4 separate regions of the Mus musculus genome follow, and all the other regions are linked to region 2. Evidence: chromatin contacts called from public Hi-C and HiChIP or PLAC-seq data. All regions are on one chromosome and are shown on one strand. The core of a region is the stretch at or near the end of the contact, and the rest is flanking DNA. Distances in the headings are between cores, read along the strand shown. Region 1 overlaps Gan (giant axonal neuropathy). Region 2 has its middle 17 kb from the start of Mir7078. Region 3 overlaps Bco1 (beta-carotene oxygenase 1). Region 4 overlaps Pkd1l2 (polycystic kidney disease 1 like 2).

The links. Hi-C and Micro-C count contacts between places; a contact is called where the count stands out from the background. HiChIP or PLAC-seq counts read pairs in DNA pulled down with a chosen protein or histone mark.
Region 1: a contact with region 2 is called in a Hi-C map of bone marrow-derived macrophages, with 31 read pairs. The contact joins two enhancer-like sites. A contact is called at or near these places in 1 of 15 datasets of contacts at CTCF or cohesin (large pre-B cells), 5 of 484 Hi-C or Micro-C datasets (the Patski cell line, bone marrow-derived macrophages, embryonic stem cells and 1 more), 15 of 115 datasets of contacts at active chromatin or transcription factors (T-cell acute lymphoblastic leukemia, acute myeloid leukemia, bone marrow-derived macrophages and 11 more) and 1 of 9 other capture datasets (embryonic stem cells).
Region 3: a contact with region 2 is called in an H3K4me3 HiChIP or PLAC-seq map of bone marrow-derived macrophages, with 7 times the contacts expected there. The contact joins two enhancer-like sites. A contact is called at or near these places in 1 of 39 promoter capture datasets (embryonic stem cells), 2 of 15 datasets of contacts at CTCF or cohesin (the NIH/3T3 cell line and embryonic stem cells), 39 of 484 Hi-C or Micro-C datasets (CD4 T cells, CD4 single positive thymocytes, CD8 T cells and 24 more), 17 of 115 datasets of contacts at active chromatin or transcription factors (T-cell acute lymphoblastic leukemia, acute myeloid leukemia, bone marrow-derived macrophages and 11 more) and 2 of 9 other capture datasets (embryonic stem cells and liver).
Region 4: an H3K4me3 HiChIP or PLAC-seq map of bone marrow-derived macrophages shows a contact between it and region 2, with 13 times the contacts expected there. The contact joins two enhancer-like sites. A contact is called at or near these places in 5 of 15 datasets of contacts at CTCF or cohesin (the NIH/3T3 cell line, large pre-B cells, pro-B cells and 1 more), 76 of 484 Hi-C or Micro-C datasets (the AML12 cell line, B-cell progenitors, the Ba/F3 cell line and 42 more), 16 of 115 datasets of contacts at active chromatin or transcription factors (the NIH/3T3 cell line, T-cell acute lymphoblastic leukemia, a beta-TC-6 cell line and 10 more) and 2 of 9 other capture datasets (embryonic stem cells and liver).

What each region holds. Positions count from the first base shown.
Region 1 is chr8:117,176,118-117,180,706 of GRCm38.p6, reverse strand. All of the region lies in intron 1 of Gan (giant axonal neuropathy), which reads right to left. Among named protein-coding and RNA genes, the nearest start is that of Gan, 20 kb to the right of the region's middle. Within about 2 kb of position 2,791, at least 48 of the 459 cell types and tissues checked have an H3K27ac peak or open chromatin away from gene starts, as enhancers often do. A contact at or near this core is called in bone marrow-derived macrophages, where this site is marked.
Region 2 is chr8:117,474,452-117,479,012 of GRCm38.p6, reverse strand. No RefSeq gene overlaps it. Among named protein-coding and RNA genes, the nearest start is that of Mir7078, 17 kb to the right of the region's middle. Within about 2 kb of position 2,987, at least 39 of the 459 cell types and tissues checked have an H3K27ac peak or open chromatin away from gene starts, as enhancers often do. A contact at or near this core is called in the Ba/F3 cell line, CD8 T cells, ECoMG-derived neutrophils and 4 more, where this site is marked.
Region 3 is chr8:117,120,091-117,124,787 of GRCm38.p6, reverse strand. All of the region lies in intron 7 of Bco1 (beta-carotene oxygenase 1), which reads right to left. Among named protein-coding and RNA genes, the nearest start is that of Bco1, 27 kb to the right of the region's middle. Within about 2 kb of position 3,112, at least 109 of the 459 cell types and tissues checked have an H3K27ac peak or open chromatin away from gene starts, as enhancers often do. A contact at or near this core is called in CD8 T cells, acute myeloid leukemia and bone marrow-derived macrophages, where this site is marked.
Region 4 is chr8:117,053,736-117,058,049 of GRCm38.p6, reverse strand. Pkd1l2 (polycystic kidney disease 1 like 2) reads left to right here. Exons shown (of 43, transcript NM_029686.4): 12 at 517-637; 13 at 1,595-1,736; 14 at 3,012-3,188. Among named protein-coding and RNA genes, the nearest start is that of Gm15395, 24 kb to the right of the region's middle. Within about 2 kb of position 2,694, at least 63 of the 459 cell types and tissues checked have an H3K27ac peak or open chromatin away from gene starts, as enhancers often do. A contact at or near this core is called in the Ba/F3 cell line, ECoMG-derived neutrophils, bone marrow-derived macrophages and 2 more, where this site is marked.

The DNA.
Region 1 (4,589 bases), core at 1,542-4,041, 300 kb after region 2:
AAAAACAAAAAAGAAAACTCTAAACTTTCATGTTCAAATTTCTGTGTGGTTTCTCTGACCTAGATGGAGAAGCACAAGGCTTATAAAGATTCGCTTAGCTAGGGGGAAATTTTCTCACCTTAGTGAACTGTTCAAAGAAGGCTTGGTTGTGCTGTGTGTTGCAGATAGCAGGGTGAGGGAGCTACAACTTATCTTATTTGTTTTTGTTGTTGTTGTTTTCTTTTTGGCTTTTTCAAGACAGGGTTTCTCTGTGTAGTCCTGGCTGTCCTGGAACTCACTCTGTACACCAGGCTGGCCTTGAACTCAGAAATCCGCCTGCCTCTGCCTCCCAAGTGCTGGGATTAAAGGCGTGCACCAGCATACAACTTATTTTAAAATGACTATACTGTTACATGTTTTCCCAACAAGAGGGGATCCATTTTAGATTGTGTCATTTTCTCAGACATAGAGGACTAAGAGGAGAGAAAACTGACCAGCTAAAATATGTCAGGAGTCTTAAAATGTGGTCATATCCAGAACCCATGACAAATGAATTATATACCCTACACATTTGGAGGTTAAATAACAAAACTAACATTAATTATGCTTTAAACTCACCTGTCCTTCTAGCCTACCCCTGCGCCCCCAACCCAGCACTGTCTGAGCACACTCAATTGCTCCCTCCTATGGCCGAGCATCTACAGAGACTCCTCCTGGGGTGGGTAACACTGTTACCCTCACCAAGACATCGAAACTTCCCCTTCCCCATGACAGACACAAGTCAGGTCCAGATTCATGTGTGTCTATGTGTATGCATGTGTGTCTGTGTACGTGTGTGCACACGCTCATGCACTTATGTGACAAGTGCCTGCACACGTGGGTTTACGTCCTGGTTTCCTTGACAGGGTCTCATGTATTTCTAGCTGGTCTCAGACTCACTCACTCAGAGATAACCATGGTCTTCTGATCCTCCTGCCTCCACTTGCTGGGATCACAGGTGTGCATCACCACACCTGGCTGGGAAGTGCTGCCACCCAGGGCTTCCTGCATGCTAGGCAGACACTCTGCTAACTGAGCTACATCCTAGCTCCTCTGCTGAGCTCCCAGGCCTAAGGCAAGAATTCTTCCAACCAGGAAACTCGGCAGGTTTAGAAAGAGAAAATGATGCTCTTAAATGTCCCCCTAAAACTCAAGTGTTGAAGGGACAGTCCCCATTGCAGCCAGTGTCCAGGACCTTTGGGAGACGACTGGATCATGTGAGCTCTGACCTCATGGGTGAGCCAACCCATTTGTAGACTCAGAGCATAGGAGGGTTTGGTGAAGGAGTCTTTCTTGAGCTTTGCTCTGACAAGTGTTTCTTCTAGGCCGTCCAGCCTCAGCAGACGTAAGCAACCATGGACTGAAGGAACGAGCCCAAGCACACCTTCCTCTCCTGATGTTTTGGTGTACTTCATCTCAGCAATTGAAATGTAACTAACACAATGCCCCACTACTGCTTGGAAACCCTCCTGAGCTGTTAGTTACTGCTGAAGGAGTGCCAGGAGAAAAGTGCCACCGTGAACCTCACGTGCAACCGAGCTGTGTGAGCATCAGGCTGACAGCAGACTTTCTGATGACTGCCTCTGATGTCCTCTTCTGACCTCTGCACACACAAACATTCGAGCAAAGCACTCACATATAAAACAGCTATAGAAGAGGGTTCGACGGAGCAGTGACAAGCCAGAATGGAGAGCTTTTCTTCTCCACTGATGTAAACACTCATTTCTAAAAAATGAACCATACTCAGGCAGAACACAGGGGAGGGTGATGTCCATGGAGTGGAGGCACTGCAGTCTGGGGTGACTCATGGCCTGACTCCCACAGCGTCTATGAGCCATGTCACCTGGGACTATGCGCTATGAGGCAGGCCCTCTGAGGTGCTCGGAGACAGGCTGGGCCAGCACTCTTTACCCTAACTGGCAAACTAGTCATTCATTCTTTTGGAGAATTTGTTTTACAGATGACCCCCCACACACATATACACACCACACTCCTTTTTCTGTTTTTGTGAGTTTCCAGAAACTACACACACATACACACACACACACACACACACACACACACACAGAGTTTAGGGCAGTGAGAGTCTGTGTGTGACCCAGTATGAGCAAATGTGTGTATTCAAACACTTATGTAAGTGCAAAATTACACACCCACTGGAGGGAGCCCACCGTGAGCCCTGGTCTGAGTTACTATGCAGTGGCAACACAGGTTTGTTAGATGTAACACATGTCCCACTCTAGTGAGGATGTGAGGGTTATGGGGGAAGGGGGCTCTGTATGCAGGGGCTCAGGCCTTCTCTGCCCCTCCTTCTCAATCCTGTTGTGAGCTTACAACTGCCCTAAGACGTATGGTCTGGCTAAAATAGTTTTTTTTCTAAAGTTATGTCTCAGTTTTTTAAAGTTGTGCTTTGTGCACCTAGTGCAGTATCCACCGAGACCAGAAGAGGGCCCTACACTCCCTGGAACTGGAGTTACAGGCTGTAAGTTGTCTTGACTAGGGAGTTGGGAACTTACCTCAGGTTCTCTGGAATATAACTACACACTCTTACCCACTGAGTCATCTTTCCAGGCCCTCAGGTCTGTTTTGTGGAGTTTTTTTTTTTTTTTTCTCCAAAGATCTTTTCTAGTTCCCACTTGAGGTCATATCATTTGTTGCTAACATGTCCATTAACACAGACCTTTGATAGCACTGTGTCTGGTAGGAACACAGCAGCGAGTCTCACAGTTCCTCCCATAGACATGTGAGAGTGACAGAGCTCTCAGCAGGAAGCTAAGCAAGAGGGCTGTGCACTGGGAACTAGAGACCTAGGCCAGCTTCACGCACAGTCCCACCACTTCTAGCTGAACCAGGAAATCTTAAGAGTGTTTGCTGTAGCCAAGCCACAATAGGAGACCAACCATGAACAACAGGGCCTGTCCAGGGAGAAGGAGGGAAAGAAACTGCACCAGGCTGTGGGACTCTGAATGTGCACATCTGTGTGGCTAAGTGCATGTATATATGGGTAGGTGCGTGTGGGGTACAGAAGAGGGTGTTAGGTCCCCTAGCCCTGAGTTGCAGGTGGCTGTGAGTCACTAGACATGGGTGTTGAGCATGAATTCAGGTCCTGCATAAGGGCAGTGAGTGCTCTTAAGCACTGTGCTGGCCCTGCAGTTTGCAAGCGGCGTCTTAAAGGATGGTGTCCCAGCAGTCTGTGTGCCGTCCCCTCCACTCCTCCTCCAGCTGATTCTTTTTATCCAAGGAGTATCGTGTTTATTTACTTTCAAATTTTTCTCACACACATCCTGTGAGTCACAACTTGAACAACTTACGAGTAGTTCCCTGGGCTGACCTCACAGAACCTTCTGGAGAGCCGCTATAGAGAACCAGATATCTGGGTCTTATCCTAGACCAACTAGGTCAGCCTTAGAGTGCATAATAAGTGTAAGACATACCCTGGCTCTGGCCCGTTCCTGCTGCCCAGGATGCTTCTTGGGCCTCTCCCCCACATCTACAGCTCTGCTTCTTCCCAGCTAGCTGTGGCCCAACACCCACAATGGCGGCCTGCGCCCCACCCTCACTGGCTCTTCCCTGCTTTTATTTTCCCTCTCAGGACTGTGAGGTACAGTTCCTCTTCTAATGAACTGCACCTGCTTATGCTGACTGCCATGAAAACGGACTGTTCGCACCTCACCTGTGGTGATAATACAGCCAACCCCACAGGATCTAAAAGTAGACTGTGTTAGCCCCTGAGAGTGACTGTGAGGGATCATCTAGGTGGAAGACCTTGCCTCTGGGGGACACCATCCCATAGTCTGGGGTCCCGTGCTGAATAAAGGGAGAAGGTTAGCTGAGTACCAGCACACATCTCTCTGCTTCCTGCCTGAGGATGCCCAGAGACCAGCTGCTTCAGGCTCTGAGCCTTCCCTGCCATGATTGACTGTGACTTCAAACCGTGGGCCCGGGTAACCCTTTCTTTCCTTAAGCTGCTTTGCCAGGGACTTACATGACAGCAGCAGGAAAACTAACACACTTCCTCACCCCACACCAACATTCACAGTATTTCACACATAGTCACCTGACCTGAAGCACATAACAGGAGTGGGAACCCATGGATTCCAACCCCGCAGAATCAGTGACTGAAATGAAGTGACCACAGCTGTTGGGACAGGGTGAGAGTGGCTAGCAGAGCAGCTGAGGACATTCACAATCACGTGCTCAGACGGCCATGTCCTCCCACAGAGGGTCAGGCACACTGCAGTCAAATATACTCAGCTAGCTGCTGGGCTGCTGTCCTCACATGGGAGCTGCGTTGTAGGGCTGCCTGGGAAGGAAGCTCTCGTTTGTGGCTTAGGTAGCCACACCTCACCTTTCTGTGCTTCAGTGTCTCATGGTCACTGTCACCAGTGGTCTTCCGGGAAGCCGAGACTTGTAATGCAATACAGACTCCAAAAGGTTCCTAGGGCTCTGGCTTAGCTCATGCGCTGTCCTGAAGACGATGAGGCCCACGGGGTCCCGCAGAGGCTCAGAAGCAGCTCCTGCCAGAGCTGTGTCCTACCTCCCCAACACCCTCCCCAGGCTGCGACCCTGGC
Region 2 (4,561 bases), core at 1,738-4,237:
TCCCACCTCAGCACGCCTAGTAGTAGGATTGCGCCACCACACCCAGCGAGGAATCCGATCTTGCCTTTTCCTCTTTCTTCTGTCCTAGAGTCTTTCAAACGTTATGCTCCCTAGCCCGGCGTGCCACCAAATGCCTGCAACCCCAGCACTACAGCTGTGGAGGCAAGAAGACCATAGGTTCAAGGCTAGCCTCTGCTACCTATCAAGTTCTAAGCCAGCCTGGGCTACATGAGACCCTGTCTTCAAAGTAAGCGCTGTTGCAATCCTTTCCTGATGGCACTCGGGACAGTTCACATTCATACTGGCTCTCTTCCCACGCGTGCCTCCCATCCTCAGCACTGATAGCCCTCCTATTTGTAGAATACCAAACCATCTCGGAAATTCAGGGTTACAAGTAAGGCGAATCACGCCTCCTGGTAATTGCTTTGTAGAGTGTATGAACTATTGGACCTGGGGAGATAGCTCAGAGGGAAAGAGTCCTTGTTCTGCAAGCATGAGGAGCTGAGTTCAAATCCCCAGTCCACATGTTTTTGTTGTTGTTTTATAAAAATAAAAATAAATAAAATAAAAAATTAAAAGGCTGGGTTTGGCTGCACATGTGCCTGGAAAACCAGCACTTTAGGGGTTGGAGACAGGAGGATACCTATGAGTTTCTGGCTGCCAGTCTGACTCCAGGCTCAGTGAGAGACCCTGTCTCAAGGGAATAAGATACAGAGTGAGCAGGCAGGACATCTGTTGCCATCTTCTGGCCTCTGTGAGAGTTTGTACACAAATGTACACACACACAGTCTCTCTCTCTCTCTCTCTCTCTCTCTCTCTCTCTCTCTCTCTCACACACACACACACACACACACACACACACACCTTATTTACACAGTGCTGCTACTACACTAGATCTATAGAAGCTAGAGATGGCTTACTGCACACAGGGTAAGTGTGAAGGTCTCATGCCAACATGCGCCCTTACATCTGAGGGACATGAACATTCGAGGTTTGGGTATCTGTTGGGGGGAATGGGTCCCCATGGTCATCTTTAGAGATGGTGCCTCAGGTCCCCTGTGCAGGGAAAGCCCATGTGTCCTCAAAGGACCCACCTAAGAGATAGACATACTCTGTTCAAAGCCAACATCAACGGGGACATTGAAGACTCTCGGCCATCTGAAGATCATTCGAGGTGGACTCTGGGCCCTGTGATGAGATCCGCTCCTCACCATCAGAGGAACGCTCCTGAGTGGCTAGTGAGCTCCTTGACACTCTGGTCACCTTGGCCTTGATTTTCCCATTGCATCCTCTAGGAACTGGGCACAATGTCCAGGGAAGGCTTCATAACTGATAGCCAATTACATTCTGTCATCTGGAATCTTCCATGGCTTCTAGCCCCTGCTGGCCAACCCTGGCCATGCAACACCTCCATCCTACCTTTCTAGCACTCCATATGTCCCGTCAACCCCTCAGGGCTCTGCCTATTTGAAGGGGCCTTTAGCCTCCAGGCCTTTGGCCACACAGGTCTTTCCACTGGGCCCTAGTCTATGTCAGATATAGGGCAATGAATTGCATAAAGAATTGCTAACCAGGAACTGGAAACTGACAAGATTCCAAGTCCCCATGTCACCCCACACTGCCTCTCTCCATCGGAGAATGTCATTCTAGGTGAGGCTGAGAACACGGGTGTCACGCCACCCCACAGCAGTACTGAAAGCATCTTGACTCGGAAGAATTCCACGTTAGTGTGCTGCCTGCTTTCAGAACCCTTTGGAAAATTCTGGAGACCCCCAGAGAACGTTCCAGAAATGGAGAATTCTCCCGAGCTCTGCCCCAAGGGAAAGCTCTAGCCTGAAGGCCTGAAACTCAGTTCTGCCTCACTACCCTGTCAACTGTGTGACTCTGGGCCTCTCTGTGTGACTGCCCCCCTCTGTGTGACACACACACACACACATATATTTGTTTTTTTTTTTTTTTCGGTCTTTTCGAGACAGGGTTTCTCTGTATAGCCCTGGCTATCCTGGAACTCACTCTGTAGACCAGGCTGGCCTCGAACTCAGAAATCTGCCTGCCTCTGCCTCCCGAGTGCTGGGATTAAAGGCGTGTGCCACCATGCCCAGCTTAGCTTCTCTTTCTACTTCTTGAATATGGACTAGTGGCCCTCAGGTCATGGGTACTCTCTAGGGAAAAGCATAGAGGAACTATAGTCTTGGTTGTGATGGGCCCCAAACTGTCTGGGATCCAGCAGAGTGCTAAAATAATTGAAGGTCGGGCTAGAGAGGTGGCTCATAGGTTAAGAGGTGCTGTTCTTCCAGAGGTCCTGAGTTCAATTCCCAGAAACCACATGGTGGCTCACAACCATTTGTAGTAAGATCGGTGCCTTTTTCTAGCCCACAGGCATATATCCAGGCAGAATTTTTTTTTAAAGATTTATTTATTTATTATATGTAAGTACACTGTAGCTGTCTTCAGACATACCAGAAGAGGGAGTCAGATCTCATTAGGGATGGTTGTGAGCCACCATGTGGTTGCTGGGATTTGAACTCAAGGACCTTCAGAAGAGCAGTCGGGTGCTCTTACCTGCTGAGCCATCTCACCAGCCCCCCAGGCAGAATTATTATGTATACATAATAAATTAATAAATAAGTCTTTAAAAAAAATAGTAATTGAGCCGGGCGTGGTGGCTCATGCCTTTAATCCCAGCACTCGGGAGGTAGAGGCAGGCGAATTTCTGAGTTTGAGGCCAGCCTGGTCTACAAAGTGAGTTCCAGGACAGCCAGGGCTACACAGAGAAACCCTGTCTCGAAAAACCAAATAATGATAATGATAATGATAATAATAATAATAATAATAATAATAATTGGAGTTTTCCATTTCCTGGTCTAACCCTAAAAGCTGTCACGGCAGGACACTTGGATCATGTGGTATGACTTTCTTCATTGCTGGGCAGTACCACACAGCATCCTGAGGCAGTGCCCCACCCCCTCCAGGCCCCACCAAGTTCCGCCCTAACTTTCACTTCCCTGTCTGTGGTCTCTGCGCCGGCCTGGTACACGTTCTAAACAGGTACCCTAAAACTCACTGGGGCACTGGCTGTCAATCAGGGTGACTGTGACCCCCCCCCCCCCAGGTAGGCTTTCTAGACCCAAGTAAGTAAAAACACGTGATCTTTGGGACAGGGTGACACAAAAAGGCATGAGACGTTTATCTGCAATTAAATGAAATGGGCAGCCTATGTCTTGCATGCCACTCTATGCCTAGGAGACATCTGCCAATCTGGAGACACGTCTGTCCCACCTGGTAATGTTTCCGGAGACTGAAGTCATCAAGGCAAGGGGGCAGGGGGTCCCTTGGTAGAGAACAACCCAGGCACAGGTGCCAGGAATGCTTAGAGTACAGGACCCTGTGTCTATACACACCTCAGAACTCTCAGGACCACACCGAAAGGCACGGTGGTCAAGTCGGGGGGGGGGGGGGAAACCAAGGCAGGGGTGCCGTGCCTCCATTTGTTATAGTCTCGTGCTGTAATTTCTCTCTGCTAAAGTCAGCGCAGAGCCGGGTAGAGTATCCAGGAAAAGAAGGAGCAGGCCGGGCGTGGTGGCGCACGCCTTTAATCCCAGCACTCCGGAGGCAGAGGCAGGCGGATTTCTGAGTTCGAGGCTAGCCTGGTCTACAAAGTGAGTCCAGGACAGCCAGGACTGCAGAGAAACCCCGTCTCAAAAAACAAAAAAACAAAAAAAAAAAAAAAAGAAGGAGCAGGAAAGGAAGGGTGGAGCCCTCCAGGGTTCCCCAGGTATCACATCCAGGATTCCCCATGAACCGGCATCTCACCACCAGCACTGGGCTCTGGCTGACCTGCTGGACTGTTACTGATCTGGCCACCAGGGGGCAGCAGAGACTGGGAAGTGCCTGCAAGCCCCGCCCTCCCCGACTCCTGATCTAGGAAGTTCTGCAACTGGGCTTGAGGTTGCAGTCTTTTAAGTTGGGCAGTCTTGTAAGTTGGGGGGTTGGCGGGGGATGGGGTGGGGTGGAGGGTGGGGGGTGGGGGGAACACTGGAGGGGTGGGATTCTATTTCCCAGAAAGGGGCTCTGGTGGGGTTTTTTTGTTTATTTGTTTTTTTGTTTGTTTGGTACCATTTGTGTAGCAGTAACCTGAGGGCTGTAAAAATCTTCCAACGTGGTATATACACTGTGGTGAAAGGAAGGAGGTTTCTGATGCACGCATAGATGATGGGGGCCGGGAGGGCTTGGTACCTTCCTCTTCATTTACTTGCAAGTCTAATGCTGCCAAGACAAGAGAAACCGACTTTTGATGAAGGAGATGAAAATATTTGAGGAAGATTATCTTGCTCTGCATGGATTGGAACTTTACATGAAGGGATATGAGATGGCTCAGTGGGGTAAAGGGGCCTGCGGACAAGCCTGACCACCTGAGTTCGGTCCCTGGGACTCACATGGTAGGAAAAAACCCAACTCCCACAAATTGTTCTCTAGCATTCACACACACACACACACACACACACACACACACACACACACACTGAATGAATGAATGAATGAATGAATGAATGAATAAATA
Region 3 (4,697 bases), core at 1,863-4,362, 350 kb after region 2:
TCCATACTGTAGGTTTTAACTTGAACATCTCCTTCCTTAACCAGTTTGGATCTGCTGAGTCTGTGAGGCAGCAGTCCTGGGCTGTAATTATTCCATTCTGGAAGCTTCTTTGTCCTTCTTTGTGGTCAGTTGCTCCAGGACTGTTTCCCTCAGTGCATGGTGCGTGGCACCCAGGAAGTGAATTCATGACGTAATAAGCTTTTCCCCACTCTCAGTGGTCAAGGGACAAAGAACGTGCCTGCTTTGCAGTTTGGCTGGAGAGCCCAATGGAACAAAGTCTGTGAACTAAGTAGCCCCGTGCTGGGTGCACTGTAGTATCTCACCTTGTACCCATGTGCCTTGCTGGGTACCGCCCCCTCCCCACCCAAGGCATGTCCAGCCTTGATCCGCAGGGAGTTGGTCGACAAGACACTCTTTTAGCTCCAGCCTGAAACTGGTCAGACTGGTTAAGGGATAAACTTTTAATTTTCCACACACAGCAGTAACCTAACATGACTCGGCTGCTTTTAGCAGCCAAACCCTGCTCAGCATTGAAAAGAAACCGGCCAGAATTCAAACAAAAAAATGAAAATAAAAATAAAATCCCACAGTCTTGCTCTGCAGTCCTGGTGCCCGAGGGAACTTCCAGGGGTAAGCAGAGAGCTTGGGTAGCTGCCCATCTGCTGCCAAGGAAATACCAGCTTCTGCTTGGAACCAGAATTCAGAACTTGCTATGTGAGTTTGAAAAGATCTTTGACCCCACTGGGTTGGCCTCCCTGTCTGTAAATGGGGTAATGGGTGAAGCATAGTGGAGTCTGCCCGATCTTGGAAAGTTATGGTTATATAAGCATCTGGGGCCGGGTCAGAGGTATCATTGTGAACAGACACGGATTCAAATCCTGCCCTAATCCCAATGGTGACTCTTTGATGTTGGGCAAGCTACTTTCCCTCTTAACTGGAAACTCTGGGATAAAGAATAACTCAGAGGGTTGCAATGTGAACCGGCAAAAACAGTTAACAGTTCTTAAAACTCTGCAGGGCCTGGAGCAAATAGCCCGAGTTGAGGCCCACGGGCCCTATGCCCAAATGCAGCAGGCTAATTAAGTACACCAAATCGCTCTCCTACCCAGATACAAGGGCTTTTATCATCTGGAACTGCTCTAGCCAAACACTAGAACTAAAGCCAACCTATTTTAATGATAGCAGCTCCTCTTTTTTCTTTTCTGGAAAGAAGAGAAAATTTATTGTGTTTCTGTAGTTGGATTGCTGGGGTCTTTAAAGATTGGCCTTGTTCTGTCCCTCATTAAAGGAGGCTGAGACACAGACAAGAGACGTGTGTGGATACTGAGACTTTTAAAAAAGGATGAAGTGAGATTGAAATTCCCATGGGCCCTGAAGAAGTCACATCTCCCATGCTTTACCGCCACATTCTCGTTGGCAGCTACTGTGATGGACAGGGAGAACATTCTAGCAGCAGAGCAGGTTCTGTCTCAAAGGGGGACCCGGAAGGAGTATGGATCGGAAAGTCTCCTTAGTTCTCAGCCAGACAAAATGGCCAGTGAACACTTCTCACTCTAGGCTCAACCTGGAGCTACACAGATGCCCCACCCAGCACCCCAAGTCCCAGTCAGTCCCAGATACCTCACGGACACACTGGCCATACCCACTGCTCTTAGTGGGACAGAGGCAGTCTCTCAAACAGGTTGGAATCCCGATTATCCGAAGTATGGGTAGGTGTGATGGAGAGATGCCTTTCTTAGTAGGCATGACCTCTTGGCCCTTCAAACTTCTCATCTCGTGGAGAAGGGGCCACACTGGAGACAGAAGGGACAGATAGAGGCCTCTACAGTGACAGTCTCAGAGAATGGGATCCTATTGCCAAAGTCTCAGAGCAGAAAAGACATTTAATACAGGGCCTAGTTCTCAGCACACCTCCGTGGATACTACTTCATCTTATCGTGTATTCATGTCTGTCTTTGGAGACAAACCCCAAATCTGCTAGTCCAGGATCCAAAGCCACCTCACGTAGCTCTAGCATGCCTCCTCCCGTGACAGACTGTGAACCATGACAACGAATTCTCACAAACCCATCTCTTACATGCCGTGGCGCCCTTCAGGACGAGGGCAGGGCAGCTGCCCCACTGTCTGGACATGCCTAGGTTCCTCCCTGCCACTCCTCCACCCCTGCAGAGCTCCACCTCAGGTACCCGCAGCACTACATAAACAGCTGGGGTATTCGGGGGCCCTTCCACTCTGCCTCCGTTTGACCCCAGCTGGCTGAGCATCATAGGTAATCATGAGGTCCTAGACCTCCCACCATCTGCTCTAGCTATAAAGCACTGTTCCCCAGGACATGGTATAAATGCTAACAGGAGAGCTGTGCCCTCTTAGAGACTTCACTTCACGGTTCATTCATTCATTCATTCATTCATTCATGCATGCATGCATGCATTCATTCCCACATTTAAGAGGGGTTTTTCTGTTTTTGTTTCTTTTTTAAAAAAATATTTATTTATTTATTATATGTAAGTATACTATAGCTGACACACCAGAAGAGGGCATCAGATCTCATTATGGATGGTTGTGAACCACCATGTGGTTGCTGGGAATTGAACTCAGGACCTCTGGAAGAGCAGTCAGTGCCATCTCTGAGCTGCTGAGCCATCTCTCCAGCCCCCAAGGGTTTTTAGTTACAAGGATGACCTGCCTCAAGACAGTGTCCCTGCCTTCTAGGAGCCTATGTCTCAGCAGCAAGAGGGGATTAAAGAACCTTGTCATGCTGGAGGTGTGTGTCACCCTAGAGGGTGCCACAGTGTACACACTCCCCTGACAGGGGAGGGAGGGAGGCACAGAGACCTGAAAATGGAGACCTTTCTAAGCCCAGAGAGGCTCTCAGCATGCATTACAGTCACTCAGGATGCTCTGCTTCCAGGGAGTGCTGCAGATGACACAGGACTCCAGAATGGGACACTGAGACAGGCAGAGGGGACATTGATAGGCAAATGTCCCTGAGTACAGGGCATTTGAGAAGGGAGAACTTTCCTGGCTAGGAGGGAGCTGGGCCCTTGGTGCAGGGTGTGTGTGACCGTGTCCACCTACCCATCTGTATACATTCAGGCAGCTGAGTGACTTGAAAGCAAAGAAGCCATCTTTAAGGGACAATAAACAACAATTAAGCAGCGTGGCCAGAACCGCCCATCCAAGGGTTCACTCGCCTTTGCTAATTTCAAAGCACCTGGCGGTTACAAGGTGGCTTTTAAAGACACACAGACAACCCGTTCAAGCTTGGGTTTGAGGAAGTAGCCTTTCCCCCATGTGATCAAAGGGTGTAAACCCTTAAGCGGGGGCAGGGAGGGAGCCTGTCCCTCTTCCTGCATCAGCTCTGGGCTTGTGACTCATGCCTTGAGTGCTCTGTGACACCCTCTCCTTCTTAGACCAGAAGACACTCCCCAGTGCTGCACTGTGGGGCTTTGCCAGGACAAGGGGTGCAGAGGCCAGGACTCAGGTGATTTTACGGAGTAGTGTCGCTATCACATAGTCACCCTCATGATGGTGGGAAGCTAATGCTTAAGTCCTTTCAGTCCCCCACATCCCAGTATTTTCAGTAAAACTGAAACAATTGAGCCTAGGGCGCTGGGCCTCCTGTTTGCTAACGCAAACATAATATCATTGAACTATCCTGTAGTCCTGTCCTGGCTTCTAGATTTTATTTTTATCTTGAGGCAGGGTGTCACTACGTTGCCAGGTTGGCCTTAAAATATTCAGATCTTCCTGCTTCAGCCTCCTGAGCAGTTGGGATTAAAGGCTGGCACAATGAGACCAGCTTGCCTCCGTCCTTTCCTTCCCTTCTTTCCCTTCCCCTTTCCCCCTCCCCCTTTCCCCCTTTTCCCCCCTTTCCCCTTTCCTTTCCTTTTCATCCTTTATTTCTTTTTTTTTTTAAACAAAGATTTACTTACTTTTTATTTTATGTGCCTTTGTGTTTTGCCTGCATGTATGTTTTGAATGCGCCAGACTCCTGGAACTGGAGTTATACACGGTAGTGAGCTGCCGTGTGGGTGCTGGGAATTGAACCTGGGTCCTTTGGAAGAGCAGCCAGTGCTTTTAACTGCTGGGCTACCTTTTCAGCTCCTCCCTCCCTTTCTTTCTTCCTTTTTTTTTTTTAACAATTAAAACAACAACAACAAGAAAGATGACAGTTAAGGTCTCACTAGGCCTCCCACCAACCTAGCTGTTACTTGCCTTTCTCTTGCCTTAGTCTCCTGAGTGCTGGGATTGTTGGCATATGCCAACATGACCAACTGGTTGACCCCTTTCTTTCCTCAAGGTCATATTAGGGATTAAACCCTGAGTCTCAATGTACTAAGCACCCTTTCTCCCCCCGACGTATACCCCTGCGCTGGCTAGTTTTATATCGACTCGATACAAACCAGCGTCATCTGATAAACGAGAGTCGTCTGAAAGAAGGGAAACCTCAATTGAGAAAATGCTTCCGAAGAGCAGGCTGTAGGGCATGTTCTTAATCAGTGATTGATGGGGGAGGGCCCAGACCACTGAGGGTGGTGCCACCTTGGGGCTGGTGGCCTGAGTTCTATAAGGAAGCCGACTAGGGGGCTGGAGAGATGGCTTAGCTTTTAAGAGCACTGGCTGATCTTCCAGAGGTCCTGAGTTCAAATCCCAGAAACTACACAGTGGCTCACAACCGTCTGTAATGGGATTCC
Region 4 (4,314 bases), core at 1,445-3,944, 420 kb after region 2:
AAGTCCTCTGAGCCTGGTGTGCTCCCAAAGGGCTCTCAGGGCTCTGACATGTCACTCTCAGATCTACTCTGATCACACATCATATATGTGCTATGAAGCCACGGCACTGTCACTTTTATCAACACTAAAGTGGATCTCAGCAGTTATCTGGCTTTGTCCACTCCCTCTGCAGCCAAGGAAACCGATTCTTAGACTTTATGCAACTCATACAAGGCAAATCTCCCTAAGTGACAGGGTCGGGATGGGAAGCCAGGGAGGTGTCCTGCACTCCCACTGCACCCCAACATCACTGCAAGGGGAGTGACACAGAAATCTGGTCATGTCCTGACTCTTCTTTAGCCTGCAGACCAAGGCTCTGTCCTGGCTTAGGTTGGAGCATGGCTGGGTTTATTCCATCTTTCATTTGGACAAAGGCAATGTCCCACCTTCTCCACAGACTTGAGAACTGGGCAAAGGCCAGGCAAGTGGTCACAATGCCTGAGGGAGCTTTCTCTCTTTGTCCTCTGTACCTTCCAGCTGTGAGAAGAACTGCCGGCCAGTGAAAGCCGACCAAGACGTTCTGCTCACTGTCACCGTGGGAGATGAGACCTCGGTGGCCGTGTTCAGCTGGTACTTAGATGACACCGTACCAGAGGAGGTGAGATGTCACAGCCGCTCAGAAGAAACTGTGTCCTCTGAGAGGACCGGCCTTGTGTTGAATGCCGGGTCCTGAGCCAGGGCAGGCCAATCCCATTTGGAGCCAGTGCAGGGCAGTCAGGAAGATTAGGGACCTGAGGGAATTTCTAACAGGTGAATGAATACATAGGATCAAAGCCTATGGGGAGAGAGACACTGCTGCCCTCAGACCAAGCCCCCTGCTAGGATTCATACATCCCCCCGGCTGCTAGGCAGAGGATAGTGGTCTATGCGTGCCTCACACACAGCCAAGGTCCCATGGGACCATGATGAGAAGGATGCTGCTTTCTTCTTCTCTTCTTCTTCTTCTTCTTCTTCTTCTTCTTCTTCTTCTTCTTCTTCTTCTTCTTCTTCTTCTTCTTCTTCTTCTTCTTCTTCTTCTTCTTCTCCTCCTCCCCCTCCTCTTCCTCCTCCCCCTCCTCTTCCCCCTCCTCTTCCTCCTCCCCCTCCTCCTCCCCCTCCTCTTCCTCCTCCCCCTCCTCTTCCCCCTCCTCTTCTTCCCCCTCCTCTTCCTCCTCCCCCTCCTCTTCCTCCTCCCCCTCCTCTTCCTCCCCCTCCTTCTCCTCCTCCTCCTTCTCCTCCTCCTCCTTCTCCTCCTTCTCCTTTCTCTTCCTCTTCCTCCTCCTCTCCCTCCTCCTCCTTCTCCTCCTCCTTTTTTGGGGGACACTTTAATCCAAGTGCTGGGATTAAAGGCGTGCACCACACTGCACTTGCTCTCACCCTCTTCTCTGCCCTGTTTACTTGCCCAGCCAATTCCCCAGAGAGTTCACCCTGCACTTGTAGGTCACTTTTCTGATGAGCTGCCATTAACTCGTCAGAAAGAAATCTGACAGGCCCAGGGGCTCGGAAGCCACAGGGCTGAGGATGTCCAGGGGCCTACCTAACAGACTCTAAGGGCCTGAGAGTTCTTCCCTTGCAGGCTGAGCCCCTCCCAGCTGCCTGCAGACTCCGAGGATTTTGGCCACGATCACTGACCCTCCTTCACAGCAACTCCTCCGTGCTACTGCTGAACAGCAGCTTCCTGCAGACCTGGGGACCTGTTATTCCCATCCGGGTCACAGGTGAGGAGTGCTCACCCCATCTCTTGTTACAGGACCAGGACAAACTTGGAAACACTAAAATAAGGGGCTTTGGTCTGGCATGGAGCAAGGTATGGGATTTTCTGCCTACAAGACTTTGAGCAAAGGGTTTGACTTCATGTTGCCTCAGTTTTCCCACGTGTGGATCTGGGGTGATGTAAATGTCTGTCCTGGAATTGTCATGCAAGAAGATTGGCAGGATGCTGGTGGTACAGGCTGGTCATTCTAAGTCCACCTGTGTGTGCCACCACAAGTCAGGGTTACTCAGTGCTCAGACAGTCACAGAACAAAGATGGCTATGCTTTCTAAGAACACTTTCTTGGACTCTGTTACCTTAGTGCCAGGACTGCAGGCAAGCACTACCTGTGTGCCTGTTGGTTCTGTATTTCCTAATGCAGCCCACAGAGCAACCACAACCAGACAAACCGAGGTGGGCACTTGTGTGCTGAACATACCTGCTCAACCTCAGACCTCCTCAACCGGGTTAGGCCAAGATTTTAGTTGTAACCAATTAAGATTTTTCCTTTGTGGGAGGTGTAGGGATGGCTCAATGGTTAAGAGCACTGGCTGCTCTTCCGGAGGACTCTGTTCATAACTCCAGCTCCAGAGGATCTGTTGCTCTCTCATAGACAGACAGACAGACTGACAGACAGACAGACAGACAGACAGACATGCAGGCAAAGCACTAATGCACATAAAATAAAAAAAAGAACATTAAAAGGGAAAAAGATTCCCCTTTGCTCAGCTCTGTGGCCAGTGCTCTTTGGAACCCTGTGGCTGTGTCAGATGTGGTGGTACATTGCTGCAGGACAGACAGGGGCTCACAGTGCCGAGGGTATGAGGCTGAAAACAGATGACTTCTGGGTAGCATCCACCTGCTCCCAGCTCCAGTCTCGGCTCCTCCCTGGTGATCTGACTTCTGGGTAATCTGCTCATGTCATCCTATGAGGAAGTTATATTATTGGTTCCGCTTTTACAGACAACAGAGGTCAAGCCAAGGCCACTTAGATAGGAAATAGCAGAACTCCAGCCCCACATCTGCCCATTTCGTCAGTGAGCCTGGGGGCCTGCATCAGGGACAACTGTTAGATAGGAGTATTTGGGGGCCTACTCCAGAATCTCTAGATATGTCAGAGGCTGCTTGCTGGTCTGTAGAGCGCCAGATATCGTTGTTTAACAAGTTCCCAGGTCATCCTGAAGAGGGGTTAAAGTTTTGGACACACAGCCCCCTAAACCTAATGAATCTTCCCTTCCTAGCACTGACCAGCCACGCCTACGGGGAGGATACCTACATGATCAGCATGCTACCTCGACCTGAAGTGCCTGCCTGCACGATTGACCCGGAGGAAGGTTCTGTGCTGACGAGCTTCACTGTCTCCTGCAGCACTCCCGCAACCCTGGGCCCTGTGGAGTACTGCTTCTGCCTGCCCTCAGGTACCAGCCAGAGGCTCTGCTCTTCCCTCAGCTCCCAGACTCATCTTCTCTAAGAATGGGGATTGTCCATGTCAGGGAGATGCAGTCGAGTATGTTCTATAATGAGAGAGGTTGACAGGCTGAGGGACTCCTAAGACTTTGTCATCACCAAAGCACTGGCCCAGTCATCAGACCAGAAGGGCGGCATGCAATAGCAACATCTGCCCAAACCCAGCGACACAGTGACTTTTCCCAATGTAGGATATATAAAAAGGTTAAATGGATAAAGAGACACAATGGGTAGGAGCATACCAGGTCATAGTCCTCAACACACACACACACACACACACACACACACACACACACACGTGAAGGGGGGAGTTAAGGGAGAGGGAGAAGAGAGAGGAGAGAAAAAGGAAGAGGCAAATAGAGGAAGAGAGAGAGTTGGGGAGAGAAAGAGAGAGAAAAGGAAAAGGGAGAGAGAGAGAGAGAGAGAGAGAGAGAACAGAGAGGGAGGCACTGTGACTCTTTGAACATCTGAAGTTGTAGCTTCCTCAATAGCAGAGCTGGATCTGTCTCATAGAACCTTCCGCATGTCCACTGACCCTGACTTGTAAATAGCAGCAGAGAGTGGCAGGGTCATAAGACAAGCACATCTCAAAGGACATTTTTTTTTTTTTTTGCAAAGGTTCACAGAGAGTGAACCATCAAAGACCCTACCTACGCTGCATGCAAACCATCCAGTCAGCCATGACAGCCATGACAACCACGGCCAGACGGGCAATGGATAGGAAGAGGTGGGTGGTGCTAGGCAGCTCACTCCATTTACCATAGCATTTTGGTTGCCATAGGTTTCCCCCTGTGGCCTTGGGCATTTGGGGACTGTCACAGAAGGTCTGTGTGGGCCTTAGCTCAAGTGGAACTTTCTTCCCAGCTGAGGCACCATGAGTGGTGCAGGCATACTCAGCAAGACATCACATGGCATAAACAGTGTTCCCTGCCCAGGGCAAGGTGCGTGTAAACCCTTCTGAGGGAATATAGCCTGTGTGGGGTGCTCTGTCAAAGAATATGCAGTTCGCTGGGCCATTAAGGTGATAATGATAATGACTCGGTCTGACTGTGGACAGAAAACACACACACACACACA